Regions from separate parts of the Arabidopsis thaliana genome. Here region 1 is linked to region 2. A link is a contact called in public targeted proximity ligation data. All regions are on one chromosome and are shown on one strand. The core of a region is the stretch at or near the end of the contact, and the rest is flanking DNA. Distances in the headings are between cores, read along the strand shown.

Region 1 (6,680 bases), core at 1,074-3,573, 34 kb after region 2:
ACTTTCCAAATTTTGAATATAAATCAATGTTTTTGGTGGTGACAAATTTTGACAATATAAAAGAATGAAAGATGTAGATAGATGTATGTAAGTAGTGCTTGCTGGTAGTTAAATTGGATATTCAAAGGTGAAAACCATTAAGATGTTTCTAACTACCAGATTCACTAGTCATTGTAAAAATTATCACAAAATGTTTAGCAATAATTTAGAAGAATAAAAGGATATCCATTAATGTTTTTAAAAAAAACATTTCCTTTGATTAATCTAATGATGGTAGTTAAATTACTTGACTTTAATTTCCTGTCTTTTTATTTTAAAACAGGAAATTATTTGGACGAAAGGTTATGGTACAATAAACTTTATTACTGTACTTTTAATGTTTCACATATTTGCATAACTTTCATTTTTCTAAATTGTTACGATCAAGATAGCCATTGATTTTCATTTGAACAATGGAAAGTAACTGGATATGAGTATGATTTATTGATTAGTACTCTCAAAATGTTTATTATGATCAATTAAACAGACGTTTGTAACTTGCGTTTTAAACCGTCATTTGAAGTAGAATTTTCATAATTATATAAAATCTCCTATATATATTATTTGAGAAGCTAGAGGGATAACGTTTGAATTTTAGAACTTTGAATAGCAAACGAAAGAGTAACAAATTAAAAAAAATGAAACAAACAGTTACTAGAATTTAATACAAGAGGCCAATAACTAAAATACAGACCTCACGAGGACATAATATAGCTGTTAATAACTTAGGAATCTCTCGTGTATTAAATGTTTCACAATTAAGAGGACAATCAAATTTAAAATGATTTATAGACTAAAAAATTTAACGACAGTTATGCAACAGGGTTTCAAAACTTTAATGGCAATTATACAACAGCCTAAACTGGGATGATTTGTGAAAGTGGCCTCTTTAATTTTTGAATTTGCTTCACAAGATTATAAGAATATAAAAAAGCTAGGAATATGTTGTTTTAGCAGAAAATAAAATAATTATATAACAAAATGTCAAATACTACCATTGACCTTCCATAAAATCTAATACCTCAGCATCAGTTATATCCCATGTGAAGCTATTTAATGGAATTTAATGGTAGCTTTTAGTTGATACTACCATTTGTTTACTTTTCTTTTGTTATCTTAATCACATTCATTACGAATCTGAAGAGTGAAGGAGATAACTTCTGGAATCTGTTTCTCTAATATTTTTCAAGTAATCGCTACTAATCGAGTTAAGTTATATACTAAGAAGATCGAATTTGATTCCAAGTGAGATGAAGCTACGCTTGAGCATAAAAACCAATTAAGTTGTATATCTTGTTTAATGCAAGCCCTTTCTCCAAAACTTATTCATTTCAAGATTGGTTGGTTTTTGTAGTCAGAACCGTAAACCGTTTCTATATGCATGAGCTTGTATCAATCATGTGAAAGGTTTCTTCTTCCCTTTGCACAAATGAATAAAAGCATCAAAAACCTATAGATTGCTTTCATTGATTATGGAAGAGGATCGATGTCTATAATTGTCTTGTTCTGGTTTGAAGTTTTCTTGTAGCACTGTCCAAACACTCTCTTTGGACTTTTTATTCCTCATTATACGGAAAATTAAATCTAAATAAATTACATAACGATAAGTGACATACCGCATTATCCGTTTTTCAATTAAAGCTCTCGCTTGTTCAAGATCATCTCTTCTTCATCAACTTGATTCTTCATTCAATAATTTGTTTTAGACTTTTGGAACAATAATGTTTCTTTGTTTTTGCTATGACATCTACATTAACAAATAGACATGCAACGTCAACTATTGAACTATAATAAAATCAATATACATCTTTAGAAATCACAATATTAATAAAAATTTGCAGCTTGTATCTTGGTGGGCTAGACTTTTGGATGATTTTTCAGATGATTTATATATGCAATGTATTCGTATAGTTTCATGGTTCAATTAGTCTTTTTTCTCGGGTCAATATTCGCATAGATTAATAATGTTTACGTGGGTTCATCAATTACTATCAACTTGTATGCATGCTAAATTACACCATTGAAATTAAAAATGATAAATACACCATTTTAACAATTTAAATAATTTTTAATTGTACAATTTTGAAGTCTGAATCTGAATTGTAAGTACTAAATTAAACTTAAAGAGTCATATAAACATCTGACAGTTTGGCCGAGTGGTCTAAGGCGCCAGATTTAGGCTCTGGTCCGAAAGGGCGTGGGTTCAAATCCCACAGCTGTCAATTCCTTTTTTTTCTTTTGTTCCTTCGTTTTATTTACTTCGCCGGAGAGATTCGAAGCTACCAAAGAAGAAGAATCAATGGCGAGAACGAGAATTATAACGAACCGATTTGAATCTCGCTTTTTGATTCGTTTCCTTGAATCTCCGACTCTATTCGCCTCTTGTTTCACGAGTTCCAGATCTCTTCAAACCCTAGCCTACGAAGAAGTCCGAACCTCCGGTGATCGGGAGTCTGAATCTACAGCTCTCATCCTTCATGGCCTCCTCGGTTCCGGTCGCAACTGGAGATCGTTTTCTCGCTCCCTTGCATCATCTCTCTCCGTCTCCTCTGCTTCTGGTACGCTTCTCTCTGTGATTAGTATCTTGAGCTTTTCATTTGATATATCGATTGAAATTTCTTGTGTGTGTACATTCAGATTGGAAGATGATATTGGTTGATCTGAGGAACCATGGGAGATCTGCGGAAGTGGAAGGGCTTAATCCGCCTCATGATCTTGTGAATTCAGCTAAGGATTTAGCTGATTTGGTTAAAGCAAGTGGCTGGAATTGGCCTGATGTGGTCATTGGTCACTCTTTGGGAGGTAAAGTGGCGTTGCAGTTCATGGAGAGTTGTGCTCGTGGTGATTTTGGTGAATCTGCTTCTCCTCCTAAACAGGTACTGGACCAAAGTTACTTCACCTTGTGAATTCTTATCATGTATGCAAGTTTAAGAGCTCATTGTTGTTGTGAGATGCAATATTTGTGATCTTTTAATCTGATAATGATGATGATGACCATAGCAAAGGTTGTTTGGTGCAGAACAGCTATGGGTACTAGACTCTGTCCCTGGGGAAGTCAAGGCAGAAAAAAGTGATGGTGAAGTAGAGAAAGTTCTGAAGACTTTGCAGAGTTTACCTTCATCAATCCCTTCTCGCAAGTAAAGTCTCATTCTTTATGTGGTTCTTGGTGTTTGTCTAATTATCTACACTCTGGACTCTTTGTTTTAGCTTAGGAATTCCAAATTGATTCCCGCATATGAAATCTCGAGTGAACGTTAGTATAGTTGGTGTATAAGTATACCATCTCTCTGATTGAGCTGTTACTGCGGATTCTAGGACATTTTTAAGATTTAGATAAGTGGGAATAAAGAGCATGCTTATATGATCGCTTCTAGCTGATTATGTTACATATATAAATGAGGCTCATTTCAGCTTGCAGAGTATAGAATCCAACCTTGGTGTCACTCAAACATTGTTTTCTGATTCTAGGTGGCTTGTTGATCGTATGGTCGAACTTGGGTTTTCAAGATCATTATCCGAGTGGATTGGCAGCAATCTCAAGAGATCTGGAGACTCAGAGACATGGACCTTTAACCTTGACGGAGCTGTCCAAATGTTCAACTCTTACAGGTTTATTTCCCTTCCTAAGAACCAATGACTATGATTATATTATGAACCTTCCTCGAGATTTTGACTTTTTACTTTCCTACTGCAGAGAGACTTCTTACTGGTCTTTGCTAGAGAACCCGCCAAAAGAGACAGAGATAAATTTTGTGATTGCAGAAAAGAGTGACCGATGGGACAACGATACAACCAAGCGGCTTGAAACAATAGCTAACCAGAGACAGAATGTAGCCGAAGGGAAGGTTGCGACTCATCTTCTTCGTAACTCTGGCCATTGGGTACACACAGACAATCCAAAGGGACTCCTAGAGATTGTGAGTCCCAACTTCTTCTCCCCACACGAGTAGACGATGCGCTACGAAAATGGCATTAGTCTTTGCTTACAATTTCACTCCTGTTCAGTATCTATATGCAGAAATAGCAAATCCAATCGCAACTATTTTGACGATGCGCGGTTTTTCCCGTTTGTGTTTCCTAATTTTGCATTAGCATATCCTTTCAACAATGTACAAACGTTTAGGAGGATCTAATAACATCAATAAACTTATCACATTCATAACTTTATACACAAGATTTGAAAGACAATGACTGCTACGTTAGTACGAGGCACAACACCAGTAAGAAGACTAGAGACGATTAAAAATCCAAGATGCTCAAAAACTAGCACTTTTGCTCACTTTTATGGGCCGTAATATGTTGGGTCTGTATATATATTGGGTCTCAATTAAATTATCCATAAAATCACTACTTTAACCCTAACAAAAATTCAGACTATTAAAGCAAATTCTGATCCGTCTCTTTCGCTAGCTAAAGGTAAAAGGCGGAACAACAAAAGAAACCCTAGCTTCCCTTTGTACCTCTCTCTGTTCCAAACCATGGTAAGTTTGTCTAAAGCTTATAATTAATTTTCATGGATTTAGTGATTAAGAAGATATATAATCTGTAAATCCATTTCTGGTATTGTGTGGTGGTCTGAAGTGAGAAAATGTTTAATAAGCAATCCTTATTCTTCGAATTTCGATCTGAGATCATATGAATTTTCTGAGACATTGGATTTTTTTTGTGTGGCTCTAGCGTTGAGTTATCAAATTGAGAAGTTTTTATTAGATATTGCAAATGCATAATGCTAGTTTTTGTTTGGTTTTGTAGTCGAAGAGAAAGACCAAAGAGCCAAAGGTTGAGAATGTGACTCTTGGACCAGCTGTTCGTGAAGGAGAGCAAGTCTTTGGAGTTGTTCACGTCTTTGCTTCATTCAACGACACTTTCATTGTGAGTGGCTTCTTTATTTTTCAAGCAAAGTTAGATTTTTATGTACATTTCTGAACTTCTTATATCTGCAATTGCAGCACGTGACTGATTTGTCTGGACGGGAAACACTTGTTCGCATCACTGGTAATCATCTCTTTCAACTCTCACTCTCTAATCCTTTGGTGATGATCCCTTTGTTAACTTGTATGCGGTAGTCTCTGTTGAGTGTGAAATGAAGTTCTTGACTGCCTAAAGGTTCTGCTTAGTATCTGCTCTTTTAAGTTTTTTCGAGGAATCCGTTGATATCTTTATAGAAATTGCTTTGTTCTTGACGGCATCAATGTTCCTGCTTATAGAACTAAGTTAGTTACCATTGTTATTAGTATTATGGTCTTCTCTATAGGGTGTGAGCTGAAGTGTCTTTAGTCTTTGTTCGTTTAACTTTTGAGGAATTCCTTTTGTTTATCTGTTTGGAAATTGCATTGTTCTTAAATAACAATGGGTTGCTAAAATTGCTGTTTCGATTTCCTACTTCTGTAGGTGGAATGAAGGTGAAAGCCGACAGAGATGAGTCCTCACCTTATGCTGCTATGCTTGCGGCACAAGATGTTGCTCAGCGATGCAAGGTAAAGGCAAAGAAATTGCATTACCAAGCAGACAACTTGATAATCTTTTATGTTTCTATATTTAATCGATTTGGTGAATATATTTATGCAACACAGGAACTTGGAATCACTGCCATACATGTGAAACTCCGTGCCACTGGTGGTAACAAGACCAAGACCCCTGGACCTGGTGCTCAGTCTGCTCTAAGAGCCCTTGCCCGTTCTGGCATGAAAATTGGTCGCATTGGTAAAACAGCAGCAATCTTCAACTGTAATTGTTTAATTGCATCTTTGATTGAATAAATCTCTGACATTGTTCTTGTTTTCCTCAGAGGATGTGACTCCAATCCCAACCGACAGTACCCGCAGAAAGGGTGGAAGAAGAGGAAGGAGGCTCTGAGTTATTTGGCCTCTCGTTGGATCTCCTTATGTAGCTTTCTCAATGTTTCATTTTGTTTTTTCTTAGTTTGAAAAGAGTTTTGGAATTACTATGCTTTGTTATAGTCTCAACTCTGAACAGCTTTGGATCTTTTTCTGTATGACCATAAGATATTCAAAAATTGGTAGTCATTTTATCTCACAAAAAAACCTTGAATTTGTGCTGTATGATTTTGTAAAGTCTTAGGTGCCAAATCTTTGATTGGAGTTGATAAAATATTTTTATTTGGTTGTAATTTTGTAATATCCCGGGATATTTCACAAATTGAACATAGACTACAGAATTTTAGAAAACAAACTTTCTCTCTCTTATCTCACCTTTATCTTTTAGAGAGAAAAAGTTCGATTTCCGGTTGACCGGAATGTATCTTTGTTTTTTTTGTTTTGTAACATATTTCGTTTTCCGATTTAGATCGGATCTCCTTTTCCGTTTTGTCGGACCTTCTTCCGGTTTATCCGGATCTAATAATATCCATCTTAGACTTAGCTAAGTTTGGATCTGTTTTTTGGTTAGCTCTTGTCAATCGCCTCATCATCAGCAAGAAGGTGAAATTTTTGACAAATAAATCTTAGAATCATGTAGTGTCTTTGGACCTTGGGAATGATAGAAACGATTTGTTATAGCTACTCTATGTATCAGACCCTGACCAAGATCCAACAATCTCATAGGTTTTGTGCATATGAAACCTTCGACTAACGAGAAGTGGTCTTTTAATGAGAGAGATATCTAAAATGTTATCTTAAAAG
Region 2 (6,717 bases), core at 1,765-4,264:
ACTAGTACAATAGAAACTATATAAATTAATAATATTAGGACCATGAAATTTTATTAATTTATAGTGATATTAATTTATCCTATAATAAATATTAATTTATAGAAATATTTACGTAAAATACAATACTAAATTATTTTAAAAATATTTTTTAACTTAGTTTTTCTTATGTTTTGTTGTTTGTATATTTAATTATGTTAAAAAATTATTTTTTTCTTGACTTTTTAATTTATTTTCCTACAAGATATTGTGTTTGTATATTTACAACGTTAACGTGAGGTTTAATCCAATTTTTCTTTATACAAATCTTAGCAATGATTAAAAAATGTTACAAAACCAAACGGATAAAATATGTAAAGAGTTATGTGAGTACAAAAGATATTATACCAACTGTACTTTAAAAAGAGTTGTAATTATGGCTTGAATAAAAACTTTATATAAAATTAGTGTTAAAATATATATTTAAGATTTATAATTATTAATTTATGATATTATTGGAACCATATTTTTACATAAAGATTTTAAAAAAATTATTATCTTATTATCTTATCGATTTTGATTAATTTTTACATTGACCCGACTTGAGACCGATAAAATTTATTAATTTATCATGTTTATTAATTTATCGAATATTAATTTTTTAGAGTTTCTACTGTATTTCTGTTTTTTTCGTCAACATACTATCTCTTTATTCCTTGATGCATCATTTCACAAATTCTTTGTTGTACCTATTATTTCCATTGATAAATGGGTCTATGAATATAGTCGAAGCTATATAAAACTGAAATTTAAATAAAAGTTGAACTTTTTCTTACTTTATTTGGTACACGGGGATATGTCATATGTACTTACATGTTTGTTTCACATCAATAAACATTCAATTTCTAAAAATACTATGATAATTAGTGAATATATTAGTGGTTGTTTGGTTACTTTAGATTAATGGACATTGACGTGGTATCACTGTATTATATTGTCCATATTCGATAATGCAAACATCTTTCTTCTAATGATAATGTCTAGCATCGACAATTTTAGCATCCAACTATTACGATTTTTTTTTTTAATTTATTAATTTTACTACTCTTACATATTTCTGATATTTCTATAAACATTTAAACCCTTTTCTTTTATTTCGGAAAACGGAATTAAAAATCATAAAAATTGATCTCATCGTTGTGAAAAGTCAAATTTACCCCTGAAAACTCACGGGCTACACTTCTTCTTCGCGAACCCAAACCTGTCATTCTCCAAATCGTATTCAACTAAATAGTTCTGTTGCTGGAAACTCCCCAGAATTATCGCCGGTCCAGTCCCGCCGGAGGGATTAACGGTTTTATCCGAAACCACCGTAAGACAAACGGTATCAGTATTCCCAACGAACGTGAAGTAATTGGATAACGGCAATTCCAACTTCGCTCCACCTTTAAACTCAAAAATCAGCTCCGGCACCGTCACATCTCCCTTCCCGGAGATATTAAAACACGGTCCAAGTCCTGTTTCCTTCTCCAAGTCTTTCTCACGAGTGTAGTTCGACATCTGTGAAGCGAATTCTTCAGCAACGAGCTCGAAAACGGGTCGCTCCATGAAAGTGAATGTAGATCCGGAATCAACAATGGATCCTCCGTCTCCGTTAGTTCCCGGCGCGAGATACTTATACGGAATCTTCACGTGCTTTCTTCCGACGTAGATTCGCCGGAGATTGAGGTAATAATACTCGAGAAAAGCTTTGTTGGAGACATTGGGATTTTTCCGAAACGGCGTGTATGTGAGACCCGGAGTTTTAGACCCGGAATTATGACCCGATCCGGTATCTAAATCAAGATCGGTGGTTACGTTGGTATCGTCAAACCGACGAGAAACCAAACAGTGAGAGAATCTCTTGAGATTCATTTGTGAAGGAAGCGATACGGGTCCTCGCCCAAACCCAGCGATACCAGCGGGTTGTCGGGTGGAGATAATTGAACATCCGACTACGAAATCGGGTACGGTTAGATCCGGGAAATCAAGCTTTTCGGTTATTAAAACCCCAGCCGTTGATCCTAATCCGTATTGAAGAATGTACGGTGGACAACCGACGGTGCAGTTTCGGGTATTCGGGTCACATCCTCTGCATTGAACATTGGGTCCGTATAGAAACTGACATTTTGGACTCTGACACCCGATAATCTTCGAAGAGGAAGAGTTCTTGGGGATAAATCTAGGGATTAGAGTCGGATCCAAACCGGAGAAATCGCAACCGGAGCAGAGATATCTTGAGGTACAAGGTAGCCAAACGAGACTGCTTCCGGTATCGAAAACGAATGGGATTGTTTGCGACGGTGTGCCGAAGCTGAGAGAGACTGAGTATCCGCCGTAGCTTTTAGCAGAGAGAGGAGATTTCACGACGGTGGCGGATGCGGTGGTGGTGGAGGAGAGAGCATCTTCGTCGGGTTTTATTGAGGTGCCGTGTTTGAGTTTATGAGCTCTAGCGATTGAGGATTCAGCGAGACGACGGAGAGAGAGGTAAGGGTCTTTTGGTGATTGGTCGGAGTGGGAGAAGGGAGAGAGAGGTAGTTTGACGGCGGAGACGACGGAGAGGAAGATAAGGAAGAAGAAGAAGATAGAAGAAGCCATTGTAATGGTGTGTTTGGGATTGATGGCTTATGGGTTAAGTAAGTGAGAAGGAGAAGAAAGAAGACAAAGAAGTGGAAAGTGGAGAATCATGTTCGATCTCTGTGACTTTCTTCTTCCTTTTATAAAAATGTTTTAGAATAATAATTTAGTTAAATGTGTCTGTTTTTACTTGGAAACTTATTACTAGTTACTACTATAAGTAAATCTTATACGTGGAAATGTAATTTTTGTTTAGTCGACATGATACATCTCTGTCTACGTAGACATGATGATACAGAGCCAGCCAATACATTCTTGTATCTATAGAAAATGCCAATGGTATTGATTTTGTGGAGGTATACTATATGTGTTTAATGATATTTGCTATACAAATAGTCAAATACTAATTATAGGATTATTTACGCCATTCAAGTTGAAAAAAGAGCATGCTTATGTCGTTGAAAAATTCCAACTAAACAAATAAAACTAAGAGAATTTGTGGGAAATCACCATAGACCTATCTTTTTCAATTAATTGGCATGATTATTGATTGGCCATGTGATGATCGCTCAAGGGGCTAACCATATTGACAAATCATGTGATGCATATTTATTAATCCATATCTTCTCTAACCAGATTTACAAGTTGCTTTAGTTGAATACATTTTGTCAGTGTTTTTGAGGAATGGAGTTTTTTCCCGTCCAAGTTCCATACTTCAGATTATTCACCAGTTTTAAGTAATCATGTACTCTGAATGTACTTATGAGGGAATGACTGGTTTAACAATATTTTTCAACTGTATATATATATATATATATATATATTTTTTTTTTTTTTTCATAGTAAGATCCAGAATATCATATGAGATTCATATATATACTCCATGTTCTAATTGACTTCTTGTTTACATGTAACTTTTTGCATATAGATTGATAAAAATTTGAAGAGATTAATAAATCGTATTTAACAAAAAAAAGAGATTAATAAATCGTAACATGAATCTCGACGTTATAAATCCATTGACGAAATAAAAAGCACGTTGAATACAATAGGTGTGAGGAATCGACCACATGTATATTTGTTGACTCTTATAAACTATATGACCTTAAACTTTTAAAAGTGGCAAACAGGTCATAAAACAAATAATTTTAAGGCTTTCCTTTCAAAGAAGTGACTTATTAATGCGTACATATTGATGAACAATAAATAAAAGTCAGTAAGTATATTTAACTAAGAAGACTTGAGAATATGTTTTAACAATTATGAACTTGAGAAAGTATTTTTGAGACAACTTCGATATATTTGTACTACTGCAGCAGTAAAAGTGTAAAACAAACATAGTTTCAGAAAAATTTGAGAAAAGTTTTCTATTGAAGTGTTAGAAATAGAGTAAACAGGTCAAGCCAATTAAACTAGGTTTATAAAAATGAACGAGCAGGTACCAACACCGAAGTCAACTGAAAAACTGTTTTATTTTTTAAAAACTTCTTATCTCAACGTTCAATGGACCAGCAACTATTTTTCTACGAATTGTTGAATCTCTAATTTTTTTAAGAATCATTTTAAAAATATATATGTAGTACTGAAAATACAATGGTGTCTCTGTATATAAGAAAAAGGAGAAAGAGGAAGAAGATACTACTGATAATGGTTTTAGTTATCTCTTTACAAATTAACATTAATTAGTGCATATATATGCTCTTTCATCAATCATGATACTTTTATAAGAGTGCTGAGTATGTTTAGACATTAAAAACAAGACACGAATGCTTCAAATAAAATAGTGATGTAACCCACATATATGATTTGATTGAAGGGAACTAATACTATTTCTTAGCTTAGATCCTAGTTAACTAGGCTCATCCAGTGACTTTCCAAATATGCTTACTCGTTTTTTTTTGTTTTTTTAAATTTATTTTCGGAGTTATGTTGTTTTACTCTTAAATGATCTTAATGAATTTCGAATTGCTTTTCTATTGGATATGTGTTTTTATTTCATAACAAAGCAATCTTGAGGGTTTTCCTAGCGTGAGTGATATACTAATTAGAACAATTGTAGGAAAGACTTATACTGGACTGGTATAATTTCACATCAACAATGATTCATCAAATAGATAAGTTTTAAAGTTGCAAATGGAAGAAAGACTTTAGAACTATCACGGGGAAAAAATATCAAGTGCATCGAACGAAAGGGACAAAAACAAAATATAATAACAACAAAAGATTCAGAGGAACGATTAATGTTTGTCCGTGGAAATTAGGGAGCACGTGAATTAACCGAGGTACACGGTGGGACATGCGGTGGTCAATCTTGTATCACACGGTGACGTCACCTCAACGCCTAAAAGTAAAATGATAAATTATACCTTCGTATATGTAATTTCATAATATTAAAATAAATAATGAGTCATTTTGACTAGGGATGATTCTAAGTTCATTTTTGTTTTAAATTGCCCTCAAACCTAAATATATCATGAAATTCGTGTCATTAGCTCCCACAGCCAAGTTGATCATCAAGCATTATTAGAACTCATACTAAACTTTTCCATCTTAACTGCTAAGAATTCTTCAAACTTAGGGGAGGATTTCTAATCACTTTTCATTTCAAGAAGAGCGCTTCTAACAGTTCAAAGACAACTCTGAAAGCACAATACAGAACTTAAAAATGAAATACAAGAAGAGATGTTTCTTTCCCAGTCTGAGCTGAACGCAGCGACTCGTGCCGGGCAGCACCAAGTCATCGCCATGGACAACATTCATTTGGTCAAGTGGCAAGACCAAAGTTTTTTTTGACCACTTCTTCTTCTTCTTCACATCCTCCATAACCCTTAGGTCTACACTCGCATCAACCGCAAGTTTAGAGTATTCGAAAATATCTAATTTGTCTCTGTAGTTAACGAGGTTAGCACGATATGAGTGCCAAATGATACCAGCCTCTACAGGTAACTCAATCAAATTGAATTCTTCAAAAGTCAAGTCAAAACTCACGAGCACACATTTATTTGCATCAACCCAAGCTGCTCCATAGTACAACATACCGTTGATGGAGATACCTTGTGAGAAAGGACGATGAGGAGGAGGAGGAGCGTTGCTATAAGTACTTCTCCAATAAGCTCCAGGACCAAGTACCAACACTTGATGCTCGGATCTCATCTGCCCATCTTCCTTGCTCACCTCCCAAACTTTGCGAAGCACTTTGTATTCATCATTAACAGAGTCATACCCAAAATAGTTCCAAATGACTTGATCTTATGATGGGCAAAGTCACACGTTGCTTGGTGGTGAGGTTACAGATTCGTACTCTTCTCCCAAGTCTGACACAGAGACAACATTGTTCACTTTTCATCACCTATCTTAACATTGTAACTAAACATAAACGATCATCACCAAAAGGGCATGGAGATTACAAGAAAACTCTACTAACAAGACAAAAACAACTATTTCATCACCTAGATACAAATTCTTATTCACCTATCTCAATTGCTCAAGCTCTAACATTGTAAATAGCATCAAGAATCATCATCACTAAATCATAACAAAAGTAACACTATTTGTCAAGACTGACATAGAAGTAAACTGCTCATGTATCATAGGTTGATGATTTGGTCCTGACAAGGACTAAAGCAAGCATGGTTGAAGAGTTTAAGGCTTCCATGAGGATAGAATTCGATAAGTCCGACTCTGGAGAAATGAGTTATTTCTTGGAGTATGCTTGTGAGATTCTAGAAAGGTTCAAAATGGAGGACTGCAACTCTTACTTTGTCGTTGAAGTAAATCCCTAGAGTTTAGGGATGATTTGATATAGTCAATAAGAACAGAGTTGCTTCTTTATTTTTAGCAAGAACAAAGTTGAAACTTAAAAAAAAAAAAAAAAAAAAAAAAAGGTTGAAACTTTATTAGGGATGAAAAATGTTCATTTCAGACTTGATGGACTTTACTCTATTATAGACCTATGGTTGATTTATAATAAAGCTTTTGTGAGCTAAAACAAGATACATTTTACGGAGGTTCAAAAGCTTAATTCTACTCTTAATCTATAAAACGCATGACCTCTGTGAAATTTGCTACGGATTTTATGTTATCTTTGCTGATATAATAGTGATACTAGACTCTATCCACACACAT

The links.
Region 1: a targeted proximity ligation map of shoot shows a contact between it and region 2, with 10 read pairs. A contact is called at or near these places in 1 of 26 Hi-C or Micro-C datasets (seedling), 1 of 2 datasets of targeted methods (shoot) and 1 of 3 other capture datasets (root).

The regions. Positions count from the first base shown.
Region 1 is chr3:19,498,807-19,505,486 of TAIR10.1, forward strand. It overlaps AT3G52570 (alpha/beta-Hydrolases superfamily protein), which reads left to right and starts at 2,324. Exons shown (of 5, transcript NM_115117.3): 1 at 2,324-2,597; 2 at 2,677-2,915; 3 at 3,064-3,176; 4 at 3,508-3,648; 5 at 3,734-4,221. The coding sequence starts at 2,339. The coding sequence ends at 3,989. AT3G52565 (a tRNA gene) reads left to right here and starts at 2,182; the gene lies at 2,182-2,261. It overlaps AT3G52580 (Ribosomal protein S11 family protein), which reads left to right and starts at 4,347. Exons shown (of 6, transcript NM_115118.5): 1 at 4,347-4,520; 2 at 4,792-4,911; 3 at 4,989-5,034; 4 at 5,431-5,516; 5 at 5,613-5,742; 6 at 5,828-6,167. The coding sequence starts at 4,518. The coding sequence ends at 5,895. It overlaps UBQ1 (ubiquitin extension protein 1), which reads left to right and starts at 6,573. Exons shown (of 5, transcript NM_115119.4): 1 at 6,573-6,680.
Region 2 is chr3:19,464,441-19,471,157 of TAIR10.1, forward strand. It overlaps AT3G52500 (Eukaryotic aspartyl protease family protein), which reads right to left and starts at 3,015. Exons shown (of 1, transcript NM_115110.3): 1 at 824-3,015. The coding sequence starts at 2,613. The coding sequence ends at 1,204. It overlaps AT3G52510 (F-box associated ubiquitination effector family protein), which reads right to left and starts at 6,373. Exons shown (of 3, transcript NM_001339575.1): 1 at 6,158-6,373; 2 at 5,863-5,906; 3 at 5,212-5,786. The coding sequence starts at 6,183. The coding sequence ends at 5,212.